Regions from separate parts of the Sus scrofa genome. Here region 2 is linked to region 1. A link is a contact called in public Hi-C data. All regions are on one chromosome and are shown on one strand. The core of a region is the stretch at or near the end of the contact, and the rest is flanking DNA. Distances in the headings are between cores, read along the strand shown. Region 1 holds the start of CBL (E3 ubiquitin-protein ligase CBL). Region 2 has its middle 64 kb from the start of THY1.

Region 1 (6,862 bases), core at 1,504-4,003:
ATGGAATAAGAAGAGTGCTACATGTCACATGATGTGATACAAACTGAGCCAGCTCTAGAATAATCCAGGAATGAGAATGGCACTGTGAGCAACAATTCAATCTCTAGGACATTTTGAAAACAAGCCAAGTGAAAATTGTGAGAAAAAAGTCAATCTTTCCTTTTTTTCACCTATAAACCTCAGTTTAGAGGTAAAAATAGGAAAGATCATTTCAGCAGAACCCTGTCTTCCTTTGAAGAGGATCCTATCCAGGAGTTTTAAGGAGATACACAGGAGAGATTCTACTGCATTCCAATGTGAGAGATAAGTCATTGCATATGACTTATGGATAAGTCCATTGTGTATGGAAAGAAATATGGCTTACTGCAGCAGAAGCAAAGGACAAATTATATATTACATATTATTATAACTCTATTCTATACAAACCATACTGAACATAATATAAATGGTAAGACTTAAACTAAGCCAGAGATGTGGATGTGACCTGCAAGCTCATACACAGCTCCAAAGATTAATTTCTTGCCTATACTCCATTAAATCTAGGATTTGACTATGAGGGGAAAAAGTACCCTTGTGTATCTGCACTGTGCCAGCTACTGTGGAAGACCAGAGCCAATAAGATAGTATAGCATGGGAGTTCCCATTGTGGTGCAGGGGAAACAAATCCGACTAGCAACCATGAGGTTGCAAGTTTGATCCCTGGCCTCTCTTAGAGGGTTAAGGATCCAGTGTTGACGTGAACTGTGGTGTAGGTGGCAGCTGCAGCTTGGATCCTGTGTTGCTGTGGCTGTGGTGTAGGCCAGTAGCTGTAGCTCCCATTAGACCCCTGGTGTGGGAACCTCCATATGTCAGGGGTGCAGCCCTGAAAAGCAAAAAAAAAAAAAAAAAAAAAAAAAAAAAAGGATAGTATAGCATAAATTAATGTGGTAGGTGAGAAATAAATGGTTCTGGAAAGTTTGAGGGAAGGATTATTTCTATCTAGAGTGTCTGGTAAGGAGGACAATATTTGAGTTGACTATGAAGAATGGCTTGAGGAGTTCCGTCGTGGCACAGTGGGAACAAATCCAACTAGGAACCATGAGGTTGCAGGGTTGATCCCTGGCCTCACTCAGTGGGTTAAGGATCATGCCAAGAGCTGTTGTGTAGGTGGCAGGCGAGGCTGGGATCTGATGTTGCTGTGGCTGTGGTGTAGGCCAGCAGCTGTAGTTCTGATTGGACCCCTAGCCTGGGAACCTCCATTTGCCAAGGTGTGGCCCTAAAAAGCAAAATAAATAAATAAATAAAATTGAAAAAAGAATGGCTTGAACTTTAGTAGCACACACTTTAGGCAGAGGGCATCTGAGTAATGGTAATGAGAAGAGAAGGAATTCTGGTATTTTGTAACTTGATGAGCATAGGATACAGATATTGGAACAGTATAAAACTACTGTAAGGCTGTTTGGTGTTAGATCATGACCGTTAACTTCAGGAGGTAACAGGGATGTTTAAAGTGCTTTTTTGTGTGTGACGGTGTCAGAGCTAGACTTTAAGAACACTGGCTTGGTAGCAGAATGGATTGGCGGTGGCAGGGAAATCAGTGAGGAAAGTGTTTCAATAGACCAAGGAAGAGAGAAGGAGGATTGACAAGTAAGGGTGGAGGCACTAGGGATGCAAAATCTTGACAATTATCTAAGAGCTTTGCCTAGATTTTTTTCTTTAGACATTTTAACTCTTTCTAGGTAGGAACTGATTAATGGAAATTCTACTGATAGGGAATGACTCCACTGATAGATGAAGGCCATTGAATTGCAAACCAAGGATGTCTGGCTGAAGAGTGCTCAAGTGCGGAGATATTTTTTCCCCTCTTACAGGATCATTTGATAAGCTTAATCCCCTAATCAGTCAAGAGCTTTGTGGAAGAACCAGGCATGGAATCTAAGGAGGAACTGAGTACTTATTGACACACTGGGGCCTGCAAGCTCCCAAAGCTGAGGTTCAGAATTAGCAAATTAGGGCAGGGCACTTCCTTCTTTAGGAGGGAAGTTCTTTTTTTTTTTTTTTTTTCAAAGCTCTTCCAACAGAACTTTTAGATTAGAAACTGACGTGACTGGAAACCGCCTTTCTGTTTCATGGGAGCAGTGAGTATTCCTCAGGCCTGGGCTTGAAGGTCACAGTTTCCATGCTGGGGGCCTGATGTTAGATATGCCCACCTGCAGAGCAATGCGCTGAGCAGGGTAACTTAAGAAAATATTCAATTCCCAGAAAAGGAACTAGTATTCAAAGGGAAAAAAAAGGGAGAACTATTTTGTTTTCAGAAGGTCAAAGGGCCTGGAAGAAAAGCTTGCGGCCTGAGTGTCTCAAGATTTTCTGGGGTCTAAACAGGATGCAACAATCTGCAGCAGTCACATTCCTGTGCTTGGTCCCGACTTAACAAGTTTAGAACACTAACTTCCCTTTTTCACCCACAATGTGAAGAAACAAATAACTTTAAGTTCAATTTCCTCATCTGTCAGGTGTGGAGGAAAGGCTAGACGACGAGATTCTTTCAAGAGCTACCTGTCTTAATTTAAAGGCTCCAATAACCCTCTCCAAGAGCAACGACCAACCACCCATAAGGAATATGGAGGGCTTGACTGCTACCCAGTGCGCAGACTCCATGTTAGACCCCGCCCCGTCCTTTCCCCGCTCCTCCAGCAGGGGGCACTGGCGTGAAGGTTCTGCCTGGGCCCGCCCCCCCGGGGCAGGGACTCCGGAGGCGGCGCGGAAACTTGGCCGCCGCTTTCCGGGAGCCGTGGCTTGGGAGGAGGTCGCTCCCCTCTCCAGAGGCGGCCTCCGACTTCCCTGAGCTCCGCGCGCTCCTCCCGCCCCCGGGCTCGCGCTCTCTGAAGGGGCGCGCCCGCGCGGACTCGCGCTCCGGGCTCCGCCCCCTCCCCCTCCCCTCGGCCGCCCCTCCCTCGGCCCGGACAGCCGGCGGCGGTGGCGGCGGCGGCCGGGAGAGGCCCCTCCTTCACGCCCTCCTTCTTTCCCTCACTCGCAGCAGAGCGGAGCCGGCGGACGCGGCTGGGCCCCTCACCCTCCCCGGGCCATGGCCGGCAATGTGAAAAAGAGCTCTGGGGCCGGGGGCGGCGGCGGCTCCGGAGGATCGGGCTCGGGCGGCCTGATCGGGCTCATGAAGGACGCCTTCCAGCCGCACCACCACCACCACCACCTCAGCCCCCACCCGCCAGGGACCGTGGACAAGAAGATGGTGGAGAAGTGCTGGAAGCTCATGGACAAGGTGAAAGGCCTGCCTAGGACCCGCGGGAGCAGGGGTGGGTGTGGGCGGAGGGGCCGAGGGAGGGGAAGGAAGGGACAGAGGAAGCTGGGGGAGGGGACGGGTCGTGCGAGGCTGGGAGGCGAGGAACTGGGGTGACGGGGCCGAGGGGTGGGGGCGTAGGGGTGGGGAGGAGGACCGGAGGATGGGGGTCGACGGTGGGGGAAGGGCTGCGGTTGGGATTGGGGAACGTTGAGATGGTGTGTTTGGGGTTGCAAGACAAAGATGGGGTGGGGGCTGGGGCGAAGGTTAACTGGGGAGCCACCGGGGCGGAAGTATAATGGGGGGTGCAGAGTTTGGGGCTCTGTGCAGAGAGTAAGGATGTGGGTCACGGAATTGGCCCCGGGAGATAGGAGGGAGGCGGGTGAGGAAGAGCTCTTGATTTACCGGCTAAGAACTATTAGCTGGATGAGCTCTAAGGAATTACTTTTACGGGCTCCGATTGAGAGACCTGGGGTCCTGACAACTCCGCAGGCAAACCGCGCTCTGGGTGAACATTTCGGTTTTTTTCTCGTTAAGATGTAACTCCGAGATAAAAGAAATGGGGGATGTTTAAATGGGCCGAGGGAGGAACTTTCCTCCCCATATAGCGCTGGCTCAAGTTTTTATCCCCCAAAACATTGGATGGGATCCATTGCTGGTGCTGAGAAATGCACTGATTAAACCACAAGTTCTGGTTATAACTATTATCTTCGGAGAGATGTATTGCCTGAGCGGGTTAAGCAGCAGATTCTGACTCTTTCAGAACTTCCTCCTTACACACCCAGCTTTTCAGTGGGTTCTACCTTTTTGGGTAACAGGACCTGACACCTTAGTACAGAATCTGATTTTAAGCTTGTCTGATGCGCCGTCTTGATTACCTTTTTTCGGTAGTGTGGAAAATAACTCCACTTTAATTTTGGCGTTTGGGAGAATTTTACTTCTTCATAGCTGTGTCTGTGTAATGACATATAGTAGTCTCAAGTATTTAAACAGTCTTTTTGTTCCAGAGAATTCAATATTGCCTTGCTGTTTTTCACACTTAGTAATAACTTATTTTTAAAAAATTCATACTGCAGATGAAAAGTGATTAGAGGTATCTGATATATATTGTAAGAATGGTTTTATTTCCTCCAGAGTAAAATTGGTTTTCTTTGGTTCCACTCTGGGCCTAGGTCTCCCTTCTGAAAAGTTCTTAATGGATTATTTTGGACTTGGAACAGCTAATAAAAGTGATTATGAAGCACTTGGCAAATATAAATGTGGTATATAAATGCTTAATAAGTCCTGTGTGTGAATTAGCGCTCCTGTAGTGCATACCAGTGGTTTCAGGAGCTACTTTTTCAGGGTTAGTTTTTCTCCTGTAAAGCAATTGGTATTGTAATTAATACATTTTGTTATCCAATTTGTAATACAAATAATAGTATTTGTATGTTGATTATGTTGGTGTTGTAATGCTAATTTTATTATTAGAAATTGTAACAAAACCAATACAGAAAGTTAGGCATGTAAAGTAAATCTTAAGTGCATAGATACCTTTTATTTTTATTTTTATTTTTTCTCATCTGTTGTCTTTTGAGGGCTGCACCCTCGGCATATGGAGGTTCCCAGGCTAGGGGTCTAATCAGAGCTGTAGCCACTGGCCTACACCACAGCCACAGCAACACAGGATCCAAGCCTCATCTTTGACCTATACCACAGCTCATGGTGACGCCAGATCCTTTACACACTGATTGAGGCCAGGGATTGAACCCGAAACCTCATGGTTCCTAGTTGGATTCGTTTCCTCTGCGCCATGACAGGAACTCCAAATGCATTGATACCTTTATTATTATTATTTTTTTTCTGTCTTTTTGCCTTTGCTGGGGCCGCTCCCACGGCACATGGAGGTTCTCAGGCTAGGGGTCGAATTGGAGCCATAGCCGCCTGCCTACGCCAGAGCCACAGCAACGCAGGATCCGAGCTGCGCCTGCAACCTACACCACAGCTCAGGGCAACACCAGATCCTTAACCCACTGAGCAAGGCCAGGGATCGAACCCGCAACCTCATGGTTCCCAGTCGGATTCGTTAACCACTGAGCCATGACGCGAACTCAGAAATGCATTGATACCTTTTAAAAAATGTATTGAATCTATTCAAAATCTGAAGTTTGTAGGTTTCCATTTTAGGGGTTTAGAGTTAAAAAAGTTTCTCCTGGAATAGAAAAAATTGGCATTTCTAATTAGTTCTCATTCAAGACACATGTTATCAGCATTCATCGTATCAAAATTGTATTGGCTATAGACCTCTCCTTAAAAATAAAATTTTCATCAGAGTTCCTGTCAGAGATGAACTGGACTAGTATCTGTGACAACTTGGGTTCCATCCCTGGTCTTACTCAGTGGGTGGGGGATCTAGTTGCCGTGAGCTGTAGTGTAGGTGGCAGACTTGGCTTGGACCTCGTGTTGCGGTGGCCGGCTGCTGCAGCTTGGATTTGACCCCTAGCTTGGGGACTTCCATGTGCCATGGGTGTGGCCCTAAAAAAGACAATAACAAAAAATGTATCAAACTTTAGAGCCTCTGTAAGGTAGTCCAAATAAGATTACCCCTTAAGTCTTACTCCTTCATCTCTTTAAAGAGTGTGTGTTGATGTATTATTTCTTCTGCAGAATATTTAACTATTTGGGAAGAATAAATACCACTCAGTTTTGTTTTTTTTTTCTTCATTTTTTTTATTACTCAAATGAATTTATCACATCTGTAGTTGTATAATGATCATAACAATCTGATTTCACATGATTTCCCTCCCACAGCCCAAGCACATCCCCCGACCCCCCAAACTGTCTCCTCCAGAGACCATAAGTTTTTCAGTGTCTGTGAGTCAGCATCTGTTCTGTAAAGAAGTTCCGTCTGTCCTTTTTTCAGATTCCACATGTCAGTGAAAGCATTTGATGTTGGTGTCTCATTGTATGGCTCACTTCACTTAGCATGATAGTTTCTAGGTCCGTCCGTGTTGCTAAAAATGCTGGTATTTCGTTCTTTTTAATGGCTGAGTAATACTCCATTGTGCATGTGTACCACATATTCTGGATCCACTCCTCTGTCGATGGACATTTAGGTTGTTTCCCTGTCTTGGCTATTGTAAATAGTGCTGCAGTGAACATTGGAGTACATGTACCACTCAGTTTTGAGTCAAATGCTTTTTGGGTTTTGATAGATAGTTTTAAGAAAATTATACTTCTAGCTTTTCCATTCTACCATAGGAAGAGGGATGTTTAATTCTTGTGTTACTTGTCCTGGAAGGTGATTTTTAATACTCTGTGCCCCATATCCCGTATTACTAGTTGTGCTGAAGTGAAAACTTAGTGCTTCTTTCTGCTATATTAGTCCAAAGGCTCATGCTGCTTTCCAGATTTTCTGAGCACTTCTGTGAGTGTTGTTAAATTGTACCATTTCTTTCATTGATGTTTTGAGCATTAGATGTTCTCTTTTCTCACTTTATTTTTATTGTCAAAAGTTTTTGTTTGTTTGTTTGTTTTTTTTGCTTTTTAGAGCTGCACCCATGGCATATGGAAGTTCCCTGGCTAGGGGTTGAATCAAGAGGTACATCT
Region 2 (6,718 bases), core at 1,191-3,690, 260 kb after region 1:
CTCAGCTTGCACCTCGTATAGGCGCACAGAGGCCGGGGTCCAGCCGTGACCAAGACAGATGCGGTCTGCTCCCCTCGGAATGCACCCTCTTCTGCATGGTGGGCACGGAGACCGAAGTCAGTGTTGAGAGCATGTTGCCATCCTGACGGAGGCTAAGGAGGGGGTCAGAGGGTGTTTCAAGCTGTGGGGGCTTCAGGACAGGACAGGAAGGAAGAGAAGGCCTTCTCCGAGGGAGGAGCCTGCCTGGCGGGAGAGAGTGAGAGGTGGTGATGGGCAGGTCTGACATCGCTGAGGCTGGAGAGGGCGGCTGGTTATCAGGGTTGCACTGACTGTGGCGAGGACTTTGAACTTTGCCCTGAGAACAATACAAAGCCCTGGAGGGGTTTAGGCGGGGGGATGACATGAGTCTGTTTATGTTTTCAAAAGACTGTCCTGGGAGTTCCCATTGTTTCTCAGTGGTAACAAACCCGACGAGCATTCGTAAAGATGCAGGTTCTATCCTTGGCTTCGCTCGGTGGGTTAAGGATCCAGTGTTGCTGTGAGCTGTGATGTAGGTCGCAGACATGGCTCAGATCCTGCATCACTGTGGCTGGGGTATAGGACGGCAGCTGTAGGCAGCTGTAGCTCTGATTTGAACCCTAGCCTGGGAACTTCCATATGCTATAGGTATGGCTCAAAAAAGCAAAAAAAGGAGTTCCTGTCATAGCTCAGTGGTTAATGAATCTGACTAAGACTTGAGGTTGCGGGTTTGATCCCTGGCCTCGGTCAGTGGGTTAAGGATCCGGTGTTGCCGTGAGCTATGGTGTAGGTCACAGACGCGGCTCGGATCCCATGTTGCTGTGGCTCTGGTGTAGGCCGACGGCTACAGCTCTGGTTAAACCCCTAGCCTGGGAATCTCCAATATGCCTTGGGAGTGGCCCTAGAAAAGGCAAAAAGACCAAAAAAAAAAAGCAAAGCAAAGCAACGAGACTGCTCTGGCTGTGGTGTTGAGGGTGTGGGTAGCAACAGAGAGCAGCTTGGAACCGGTCACAGGATGGATGTGAAGGATGATGGTCCAGGGAGGGGGGCAGGGCGGAGAGCCTGGATTTGAGTGTGGGGCAGCGTCCACTGGAAGCTGACGGGTCTGGGTGTGGTCCAGACTGGCTGAGGGGTGCTGGGTGCCCAGGTCACCCACCACCTGAAGATCAGGGGTTAGCGCTGGGCACATAGAATGTTAGGTCCCTGAAGACATCCAGGAAGAGATCAGGAGAAGGCAGGTGGCTAGACTGGTTTGGAACTTGGGAGACATATCTAGGCAAAAGACTTAATTTGAGAACTAAGTCTAGGTAATGGGAAGGAATGTGACCACTTAGGAAATATGCACAAAGGAGAAAAGGCCTGAGACGGAGCTTTGAGAAATATCCACACCTGCATGATAGTCATTGGAAGAGGACTTTGAGTTTTCTCGTCTGTAAAATGGATATGATGATGCGAGTTGCTGTAGGATAAGGTGAGATGATTACATAAAGTGTTTGACCTGGTGTCGGTGCTCTTTGATGGATCTTGGGTGGGTAGCACGTTTCTATAGTGGCCTTCCTCCTGGCTTACATAGGTTTATTAACGACCCTTCAAAAGATGTGACCAGAGGCCTGGACTTTATTGCTGCTGTCCGCCGTCCTCCACCAGACAACTGGTTCTGTTAATACAACCCAAGGTTGCACTTGTTTTTGGTTTTTTTCTTGCTTAGGGCTGCTTCTGCAGCATATGGAGGTTCCCAGGCTAGGGGTCGAATTGGAGCTGTATCAGGCCTACACCACAGCCACAGCAATATGGGATCTGAGCCACATCTGCCCCCAGCTCATGGCAACACCGTATGCCACTGAATGAGGCCAGGGATTGAAGCCGTGTCCTCATGGATACTGGTCATGTTGGTATCCTGCTGAGCCACAACGGGAACTCCCCCAAAGTTGCACTTGTGATTTTTGTTCTGCAGTCTGGTGTTAAGCGTGGATACAAGACCATTGTCTCTTCGTGAGTGATGCTTTGAAACCAAGAGCCTGGAAGGTCAGATGTAAAGGAGGGGACCAAGTCCTGTGGCAGGAGCCAAGGGCAGTCTTCAGACCCAGCAGACCAAGCATCTGTTTGCGTCCTTTCCAGAAAGAACAGGGAAATTAGCCAGCATCCCCCCTGTCCTCAGGCATGTTGTGCTTCGAAGGCAGGGGTCAGGAAATGGAGAATGAGAAGGTGACGGGGAATGTGGAGGGCAGGGTCAGGATTGAGGAGATGCTGAGATGAGGAGGGGTCTCCAGCCTAGAGTGTGGATGCTCTGGGTTCCCCCGTCCAAGTTTCTTACACCTTCCAGTGAGCAGACAGCAGCTGCTTCTGATGGATGGAGTCTGCTTTTGTTTTCGGGGAGCTGGCTGCCGGGCTGGCTGGTGGGCAGTGGCTGGAGCAACATCGCCCCCTCACGGCCTTCTCTTGCAAGTGCAGTCAAGGCACCCCACCCGATTTCTTCCCAGATCCATAGGCTGTCTCTGGATCAGCCGATCAGCTGATTTTATAGTCCTTGGCAGCCTGTCCTGTGTACCTAGGAGTGTCCCTTTGCTTTTGGCTTCTGTTAGCTGTCACTGCCTGGTGTATCTCTGTCCTGCTTCCTTGGGCGGTCTGTGATCAGCATGTCTCTTTCCATCAGTCTCCACCTAGGTCTCTATTTCTGTATCTTCTTCTGTCTCTGCCTTGCTTCCTGCCCCCATCCTCTGTCTCTGTGTCCTGGAGCTGAGGTCATGGCTGCCTTCCCCCCAGAGCTGGAGTGATTCTTGGTCTTTTTAGCTTTTTCCTCGATGAGTCAGGAACTCCTGGAGGGCTGAGGGCTGAGGCTCCACCCAGCAGTGGCCTCAGAGAGGATGCAGGAGTTTGAAGGAGCCTCGGGCTGGGCTGGGGACTGTGACAAGAGATTTTTTCCAAAATACGCTCATGGGGCCAGCGGGAGGCTGGGCGCATTCCTGTGGATGTCTAGGAAGCAGAACGAGCGAGCGGCTGGCCACCAGTATGGAGCGGGGCTCTTTTGGCTGCTGCCTGTGCCCAGAGCCTATCCACTCTCTTCAATCCTCATTTTCTGTTGCCTCAGGGCCTTTGCACAAACTGTTTCTCCTTGAAATCATCTCTCCCCCAAGGCCTTAGAAACCGACTCCTTCAGGGAGTCCTCCCGGATTCAGTGTCTGAGTTGGGGGCCCTCCTCTGTGCCAGGGCAGTGTCTTCTCCTTGGTTTAACATTACCTGCTGGCAGTTCCATCTCCCTGACTTGTGTGGCTGTTCTGGAGAGGGGTCGGGGTGGGAGGCAGGGAAGCAGCAAGCCCCGGGGACCAGAGGAGGGGGAATGTGGACAACCCACATGGTAACACCTCCTCCACCCCTCCTTGTTCTGCTTGTCATGTTCTTTCTTCCCCCAGGTTTTTCAGGGTCTTTGTGCCAGAGGCCATCTCCTGTCTGGCCTCTGGCCCAGGAACAGGCCCTGAAGAGTCAGCGGGGAAGGGCTGCCTGTCTGCCAAGTCCTCTGAGTTGGCAGCACAGGGGTGGGGGCTCCCTGTGGGCAGCCCAGGGGTGGGGGGCCGGGGCACTTGTAGCCTGAGTCCTCTCTGGGGGAGTGGCCATGTCTCAGCATGGTTGTGCGGCATGGGGCCGGCAGGACGGACAGCCTTCCCGCAGTCTCACATTTGTCGTATATTTGCGGCAGCCTGGAGCTGTCCCCAGGGCCTCCCTGGTGCCTTGCAAGAGGTCGGGGCCTGGCGCTCCCAAATATATCCCAGGGGAGGGAAAGGAAACACTCGGAGGGTGACCCCTGGTGCCTGAGGGCGAGGGGCCCACCCCCCTTTGTTTATTTATTAGTGGGTCACTTGGACCTTCTTTGAAAGCCGAGGCCTGCCACTGGAGGCCGCATGACCCCCGATGGCGCTGGGGGCTGGGGGCTCTGTTGAGAAGTGATGAGGCTGTGTGGGTGGTGGGAGGATGTGCCGGGTGAGGGAGGGCTCAGGAGCTGATGGTGAATCCACTGATGGAATCTCGTAGCCCAGGACCCCTTGCATCTCAGACCTGAGGCCGCTTACTGCTTTGGAACTGAGGGTTGGCTCCAGAGCTGAGGCTGGAAGCCCAGGGTGGGGCAGGACAGGGCTGGGTATTGTACCTGGGTCCCAGCTCAGGATCCCGGCTCACTTAGAAGTGATGCAAGAGAAGAGGCATGGACTTTCGACCCAGGAGTTGAGTTCAGGTCCCAGCTGGTGACCCAGGCCACGTCACTGGCCTCTCTGGGCCCCAGGCCCCTCATCTGTGAGGAATGGGGAGGTCGATACCTGCGGGACACTGTGAATGGGTGTGTGAAAGTGCTGAGGGGTCCCCTCCCTCCTCCTTCCATTGGCTCTCTGTCCCCCAGGTTGTCCAGGCACTTTCCAGCTGGGAGGACAAGTGCTGTGGGAGGGCTCCCCCAGCTGCCACAGCCCACGGGGACCAGGAGACACTGCTGAGCCCCACCCCATCCCCCGTGTCTGTGAGTCACAGGCAGGCTCACCTGGCTGGTGCCACATGCAGCCACCATGTGCCTCCCATAAGGTGTGTGCCCTCCTCCACTGTGCAGCCACCTGGATGCCAAGACTCTTTTTGTGGACAGGAGAAGCCCATGAAGCTGGGAAGGGTGTCCCCTGCTGAGCCCATGGAACAGGGTGCAGGCTGTTTTCGCCCAGAGCCATGTTGGTGGACTATGTCAGGTGAAATGTCTACACCTGTGGCTGGGTGAGCCTTGCAGTCTTAGCTCCTCAAGGCCCAGGAGCAAAGATATCTTGGAAGCTCTCCTATCTTCCTGCTCTGGCCCTTGCAGTCCACCACCCCGTCTCCCCACCGGGGTCAGTGCTGCCTCCTCTCTCTCTTCCCTCCTTCCTTCCTCTTTTTTGGGCCGCACTTGCAGCATATGGAAGTTCCCAGGCTCTAGGGGTTCAATTGCAACTGTAGCTGCTGGCTTACATCACAGCCACAGCAACGTGGGATCCGAGCTGTGTCTGTGACCTACACCACAGCTCACGGCAATGCTGGATCCTTAACCCACTGGGGGAGGCCAGGGATTGAACGGACATCCTCATGGATCCTAGTCGGGCTTGTTACCGCTGCGCCACACAGGAGCTTCCTCCCCCCCATTAAAGTTTTATTGACGTATAACTGATTTACAATGTTGCGATAATTTCTGCTGTACAACAGAGTGATTCAGTTAGACACATACACATAACCATTCTTTTCCAGGTTCTTTTCCCATATAGGTTATCACAAAATACTGGGTATAGTTCCCTATAGTTCCCTGTGCCACACAGCAGGTCCCTGTTTACCATCCTTCCCATACACAATAGTGTGCATGTGCCAATCCCAAACCCCCAATTCATCCGCCCCCCTCACCTGTCCTCTTTGGTAACCATAAATTTGTTTTCTTAAATTATCTATGAGTTTGCTTCTATTCTGTAAATAAGTTCATTGGCATCTTTTTAAAATAAAGATTCTACACATAAGTGATATCATATGATGTTTGTCTTTCTCTGTCTGACTTATTTCACTCAGTATGATAATCTCTAAGTCCATCCGTATTACTGCAAATAGCATTATGTCATTCTTTTTATGGCCGAGTAATATTCCGCCGTATATATGTACCACATCTTCCTTACCCATTTGTCTGTTGATGGACATTTAGGCTGATTCCATGTCTTGGCTATTGTAAATAGTGCTTTAATGAACACTGGGTGTATATATACTTTCAAATTATGACTTTTTTCTGGACATATGCCCAGGAGTGGGATTGCTGGATCATCTGGTAGTTCTGTTTTCAGTTTTTTAGGGAACTGCCATGCTATTTTCCATAGTGGTTGTATCAATTTACATTCCTACCAGCAGTGCAGGAGGGGTCCCTTTTCTCCACACCCTCTCCAGCATTTGTTATTTGTGGACTTATTAATGATGGCCATTCTGACTGGCATGAGGAGGCACCTCATAGTGGTTTTGATTTGCATTTCTCTAATAATTAGCAATGTTGAGCATCTTTTCATGTGTTTTTAGCCATCTGTATATCTTCTTCGGAGAAATGTCTATTCAGGTCTTCTGCCCCCCCCCCTTTCCTTTTTAGGGCTGCACCCTCGACATATGGGAATTCCCAGGCTAGGGGTCAAATCGGAGCTACAGCTGCTGGCCTACACCACAGCCACAGACAGGAACTCGGGATCCGAGCCACAGCTGCGAATTGCTCATTTTTTGATAGAGTTGTTTGTTTTTTTGATATTGAGCTGCATGTGTTTTTTTTTATATTTTGGAGATTAATCCCTTGTTCATTGCTTCATTTGCAAATATTTTCTCCCATTCTGTGGGTTGTCTTTTCATTGTTTTTATGGTTTCCTTTGCTGTGCAAAAGCTTTTAAGTTTAATTAGGTCCCAGTCATTTACTTTTGTTTTTATTTTCATGGCTCTAGGAGGTGGATCCGAAAAGATATTGCTGTGATTTATGTCAAAGAGTGTTCTGCCTAGGTTTCCCTCTAGGAGTTTTATAGTATGGGTCTTACATTTAGGTGTTTAATCCATTTTGAGTATATTTTCGTGTATGGAGTTAGAGAGTGTTCTAATTTCATTCTTTTACATGTAGCTGTCCAGTTTTTCCAGCACCATTTATGAAGAGATTAATCACAAGTACTGAAACTGAAGCTGTGTTTAAAAATTTTCA

Evidence for each region. A called contact is a pair of places that touch in the nucleus more often than the background predicts.
Region 2: a contact with region 1 is called in a Hi-C map of embryonic fibroblasts, with 5 times the contacts expected there. The contact joins the enhancer-like site here to the promoter of CBL in region 1. A contact is called at or near these places in 9 of 47 Hi-C or Micro-C datasets (embryonic fibroblasts, epiblast stem cells, fetal skeletal muscle and 5 more) and 1 of 2 datasets of contacts at active chromatin or transcription factors (skeletal muscle).

Annotation. Positions count from the first base shown.
Region 1 is chr9:46,414,184-46,421,045 of Sscrofa11.1, forward strand. It overlaps CBL (E3 ubiquitin-protein ligase CBL), which reads left to right and starts at 2,754. Exons shown (of 16, transcript XM_003129932.4): 1 at 2,754-3,256. The coding sequence starts at 3,065.
Region 2 is chr9:46,670,976-46,677,693 of Sscrofa11.1, forward strand. It overlaps a transcript of LOC102161637 not described here. Among named protein-coding and RNA genes, the nearest start is that of THY1, 64 kb to the left of the region's middle. Within about 2 kb of position 2,441, at least 21 of the 83 cell types and tissues checked have an H3K27ac peak or open chromatin away from gene starts, as enhancers often do. A contact at or near this core is called in embryonic fibroblasts, omental adipose tissue, retroperitoneal adipose tissue and 2 more, where this site is marked.